Regions from separate parts of the Oryctolagus cuniculus genome. Here region 2 is linked to region 1. The links are chromatin contacts, called in public Hi-C maps. All regions are on one chromosome and are shown on one strand. The core of a region is the stretch at or near the end of the contact, and the rest is flanking DNA. Distances in the headings are between cores, read along the strand shown. Region 1 holds the start of HEY1 (hes related family bHLH transcription factor with YRPW motif 1). Region 2 overlaps LOC138849931 (a long non-coding RNA gene).

Region 1 (2,700 bases), core at 69-2,568:
TCCCTATAGCTTTATTTCACAGAGCCGGCTGCAAGCCCATGCGTGCATTTAGCCACCATAAGGGACAGAGACGACCGGGTTTTCAAATTCACAGTAACCCTCCTGCCCATTTCTACAAAACCTGGCATTAGGAATGGATCTGGGGATGTAAAACCGTATATTTTTTTTTTTTTTAAATCTGTCCTCCTTGGGGGGAGGGTCTCGTGGGACCTCACGTAGCTCCTAATAGGCGCCACCGCACAGCCAGGCCAGAGCAGAAGGGCTGCTCGTGCTCTCCCGCAGCGAGGCGGGGCCCAGAAATAAACGCCCAACCCGCCACCCTGTCGCCCGCGGAAAGGATCTAGCCGCCGACGCCTGGGGAAAAGAAAAGAAAAAAAAAAAAAACAAAAACATAATGAATATCCCCAAGGATCCCCCACTCCCTCGCTTTCAGCCCAGAAAACAAGCGCTCCATTGCCCCGGAAATTACAAGCACCGGGGAATTCACTCCATCCCGGAGGCGTCTGGCTCCCCGCGAGGCCAAGGGCCCCAACCCCGAAAAAGGACATCCCTCAACCCAAGTCCTGCCCCTCCAAGCGGCCGGCCCCTGGGACGGCGGCCACCGCGGGCGCGCCCGGCGCCTGGGCGGCCCTCTCCCCGCTTCCCGGCTTGGCTGCCCCGAGCGGCCGGCGCGCGGCCGGGCCAGGTGCACCAGCTGCGGCCCCGCCAGCGGCGCGCGCCCTCCGGTCGCCGGACACAGGCGGCCACGCAGCCGAGATTTACGGCGTCGCTGGGCGGCGGTTTCCGGGGCCGGCCGGCGCCCGGGCTCCGATTACAGGTTCACACGGGGGGCCCAGCCCGCGGCCGGCCGCCCAGCTCCGGCCTGCGCGCCATCGCGCGGCCCCGCTCCTCCGCCTGCCCATTCTTCTCCATTCATGCGGACGCCCAGCGCCGCCGCCGCCGCCGCCAGCGCGGCCGCCGTCGCCGTCCGCCCGGATTGGCTGGCGGCCGCGGCGCCGGCACTTTCCCACGGCCCGCGGCGCGTGCGGCTCAGCGGCGGCGCTGCAGGCGCGGCTCTGGCGCGCGGCCAGGCCAATCGGGGCGCGCGGGGCGGGGCGGGGCAGCGGCCGCCGGCGGGCTGGTGTCCCGGCCCGGCCCCCAGCGCCTCCCCGCCGCCGGCCCACCGCCGCCTGCGCCTCCTCCGTCACCCCCCTACTGCGGAGCCCCCGCGGAGCCGACGCACCGCCGCCGGGGGCGCGGCCCGCCCTCGCCCTCCGCCTCGCTCCGCCCCCCTGCCCTGGCGGCTGCCAATCAGCGGGGCGAGGAGTCGGATTGGCCGTGGCGGGGGTGGTGGTGGTGGGGGTGAAGCTGTTGCCCGGCAGCCGCCGCCCCGCCCCTCCGCCTCCTCGCCCGCCCTCCCCAGGGCCCTGGGAAGGGGCTCAGCGTGGGAAAGGGATGGTTGAGTTTTAACCCGAGGCAGAGCGCGAGCGGGATCAGTGTGTGGCGGGCGCGAGCAGCCGAGCGCGGAGAGGCGCCGCCGTGGTGAACTCCCTGCCCGCCGCGCCGACCCTCCCCAGGAGCCCCGGAGCTGCCGCAGCATGAAGCGCGCTCACCCCGAGTACAGCTCGTCGGATAGCGAGCTGGACGAGACCGTAGAGGTGGAGAAGGAGAGTGCGGACGAGAATGGGTGAGTCCGCGGTGACAGCGAGCGGCCGGGCAGGGCGCGGGGGAGACCTCGCGGGTCCCCTCCCCTCGCTGAACGGGGCCTCCCCTGCCCCTTGTCTCTCTCTCTCTGCCCTTAGAAACTTGAGTTCGGCTCTGGGTTCCATGTCTCCAACCACATCTTCCCAGATCTTGGCCAGGAAACGTCGGAGAGGCGTGAGTCTCTGGATAATCCTTATTTACTTACTGTTGTGACTATCTTGGTTACGCATTAACGGGGAGGACCACCGTTTCTTCCCTGCGGGGTGTCCAGCAGTAGTGGCAATGTCCTCCTTTGTTGTGCCTGCTTTCTGCAGATCATTGAGAAGCGCCGACGAGACCGGATCAATAACAGTTTGTCCGAGCTGAGGAGGCTGGTACCCAGCGCCTTTGAGAAGCAGGTAATGGAGGGAGAAGGGCGAGCTCCGAGTTGCGCGCGCCTTCCGAACCCGCTGCCCCCGAGCCTCGGAGGGGAGCCGCGGCTGAAGTCCTGCGGCGGTTCCCACGCATTTTAGACGCGTTGTTTCCTTGGGTCTACGCTTGACGGTTTCTGTGTGTCCGTGCGTTAAGTTCTCATAGGCCCAGCAATCTTGCTGTTCTCTTCTCCAGGGCTCCGCTAAGCTAGAGAAAGCCGAGATCCTGCAGATGACGGTGGATCATCTGAAAATGCTGCACACTGCGGGAGGGAAAGGTATATGGCTCCGTATTTCCTGGCGGGGCGGGGTGGGGGGCTCCCGACTATGGGGGTGCAGAGAGCAGCGGCAGCAGCGGACCAGACCGGCGCAGTCACCGCCTGGTGTCTCTCATTTCTGAACGGTGCGTGCACTCGCCTGATGGTACATTTTCAAACGCACAGCAACATTTCCTCCAGTGACTTCATCGCCCGCACCCTCTGCAGATTGAGCAAATGCATCTTTTTGGACAATGCCTGTTATTCCCGAAGTCCCCTGAAGTTGGGGCAGCCCTGATTCCAGCCAGGGAGTTCTCACATTGGCTCCTGCCATTTTGAAGGGGAAAAAT
Region 2 (2,700 bases), core at 89-2,588, 57 kb before region 1:
ATGTTTCTGCGGCAGTCCGAGACGAGCAGGGTCAGGTTCCAGAGGTGCTGGCCTGCCTCAACGCATCATTCCTAATTACGATGCCTTTGTAACCCCCTTGCCTTTCACTGCCTAGAGCTTGTAAAAAGACTCTCACAAACCTTTGCCTTCCTGTGCCTCCAGCCCCAAGGTAGGAATCCTCCTCTTGCAGGAAATGCTAAGCCAAGTTCAAAGCTTTCTCAGTGGAGAGGAAAGTGCGCCTGATCCTGTATAACATGATTAGGTAACAATTAGACCAAAAGAATGCCAAGGCCCTTGCATGGTTGGCCAGTGCTGGCCCCCTGCATCTCTACCTTTCTATAAGAGCTTTACTGTTTCTTCGTTGGGTAGGAAGGTATAGAAGCAAACGAAGGGCCGGCACCATGGCTCACTAAGCTAATCCTCCACCTGCGACGCTGGCACCCTGGGTTCTAGTCACTGTCCAGGCGCCGGATTCTGTCCCCGTGGCTCCTCTCTGCTGTGGCCCGGGAGTGCAGTGGAGGATGGCCCAAGTCCTTGGGCCCTGCACCCGCATGGAAGACCAGGAGAAGCACCTGGCTCCTGGCTTCGGATCAGCGCGGTGCACCAGCCACAACACGCTGGCCGAAGCGGCCATTGGGTGAACCAAAGGAAAAGGAAGACCTTTCTCTCTGTCTTTCCCTCTTGCTGTCCACTCTGTGCCTGTCAAAAAAAAAAAAAAAAATAAGCAAATGGAAGGCTGTTTAGGGTCAAAGCCACTGGCAGCTTTGGGCTCTCTGGGGACGCAGAGTTCTGAAGAGTGGGTTGAGGAATGCCCCCCACCAAACACAGCGGGACAAATGGACATGGAGAGGAAGCCAGGGTCTACAGACCCCAGGGCATGCCCTGCAGCTCTGGTGTCTGTACGACTGCCAGTCTTGTGCCCTCATCATCCAACGAGCACGGTTCAACGGATGTTAAAAGAGGGTTGAAAGGGGCCATAAATCTTTCTGGGCGCTGAAGATCCATGCAAAACCCAGCCTGATGTCTTTTACATCTGTTTCGGTTTCTCAGCCTTGGCTGGCTCGGCTGCCTTTTCTCCTGCGGTAACTCAGGAGCCCCATTCAAGCCGCTGAGTGGCAGGTATAGGGTGTCTCCCCTCGGAGCACGGGGTGAGCGTCCGGGCAGCAGGCAGGCCCCCAAGGCTGGCCCGCTGACACCGTAAGTGTATACCCAGGGGCTGGTGGAGCGGAGGCTGCCGGATTGACGGGGTAAATGGGCAGCGCGCACAGCCTGCAGAAGGGAGGCCGGCGGCGGGTGGGAGAGCGCCGGCTGAGGTTGGTCACACGGAGATTGAATTTCAGCGGAATTAGATCAGAGCTGTGGGAAACAGCACCTCCTGCGCGCACACAGCCGGTCCTCCGTAGGAAGATGTGGGAGGGCTGCTGGGGAGACAGAGGCAGGCAGCTGTGATGAAATACCCCAGGCGGCTCACAGCTAACTTAATTACTGTCTACTTCTCCCCCTGGCTCCAGATTCCGGGGTTTTAGACTGGAAGGCTCCATGGTGTCAGGGAAAGATGGGGCCGTCACTGCTGCAAACACACCTGGTTTGGGAGTGAGGCTGTGTGCGTCTGTACAGGAGGAAGCCTGTGGCTATGGGAGCAGGGGGCAAACATGGAACTGTTAGATCCACAGCTGCAGAAGCCAAACTCCAGGAGGGATTTGGGTGGCTTTCACCGGTACCTTTAGGGTTTGATGTTTTATTGCATTTCATTAACATGCAACGCGAGCTCTCAAGCCCGTAACTGTGCTGCTGCTGCGGCTGCCGCCTCCACCGCCGCCATTGCTGAGAAAGCTTCCTCGAATTCCCATTCTCTGCTTAATAATCTGATGCCATTGCAGGGCTGCAAGCTGCCAGCTTTCCCGGGCAAGCATCAGAGGAATGGAAAATTGGGGGGAAAAGTCTCAGAATTAAAACGGGAACACTTGCAGTGGGATTGGAAAGAGCAAGAAGTCAGCTGCTTTGAAATCCAGCCCCTCAGCAGGGGGAAGAGAGGAGGCCTTTCCAGGAGACTGGGGCGGGGGGCGGGGTGGGGGAGGACACATTCGCTCCCTAAGCTGGCACCAGAGTGGCTTTCTGCAGGGCAGCCAGGGCCCGGCATTCTGTACAGGCCATTTGAATTGGGGAGCCTTCAAGTGATCCTTGTTTCTTTCCCTGTCACTCAACAAGAGGCTGGAGGCAAAAATTCCTACAGCAGCTTCCTCAGAACCGGGCAGAAAACAACCCCCGAGGCTGCGCCTTGCTCCCCGATCTTCCGGTTGGCACAAGAGTTTTGAGCCTGCAGCTGCTGATGATGAAAAAAAATGACCCCAAAACAACTGTGTGCTCCATGCTCAGTGCTCCTTCTCTTGGACCGAGAAACTTCTGGAGTTTTGAGCCTTGTCGGGGGCCCAAGGAAACCTGCCAGGATACCCCCACCCCCCCCGCCGTGGGCTGCAGGATCACCCCCTCTGCGGTGAGCGACACCCAGAGCAAAGGCAGAGTTCGTTGTGCGGCATCTGACTCACTCAGTGTTTACATTCTTAGGAGTGCCCCTCTCGGCTGCATGTCTCTGGTGACTCATAAAAAGAGACAATTAGCATCTTGTCAAGAACTCAGGTGTTGCACTGGATTCCCTTAGATGAGACAGACGTGCAAAAGCCTTCAGGGAGAGCCTGCGGG

Evidence for each region. Hi-C and Micro-C count contacts between places; a contact is called where the count stands out from the background.
Region 2: a contact with region 1 is called in a Hi-C map of liver, with 4 times the contacts expected there. The contact joins the enhancer-like site here to the promoter of HEY1 in region 1. A contact is called at or near these places in 2 of 6 Hi-C or Micro-C datasets (liver and psoas muscle).

The regions. Positions count from the first base shown.
Region 1 is chr6:105,308,592-105,311,291 of mOryCun1.1, reverse strand. It overlaps HEY1 (hes related family bHLH transcription factor with YRPW motif 1), which reads left to right and starts at 1,318. Exons shown (of 5, transcript XM_008255689.4): 1 at 1,318-1,666; 2 at 1,782-1,857; 3 at 1,998-2,081; 4 at 2,290-2,371. The coding sequence starts at 1,578.
Region 2 is chr6:105,365,544-105,368,243 of mOryCun1.1, reverse strand. The region is part of intron 1 of LOC138849931 (a long non-coding RNA gene); the gene reads left to right. Among named protein-coding and RNA genes, the nearest start is that of HEY1, 57 kb to the right of the region's middle. Within about 2 kb of position 1,338, at least 4 of the 8 cell types and tissues checked have an H3K27ac peak or open chromatin away from gene starts, as enhancers often do.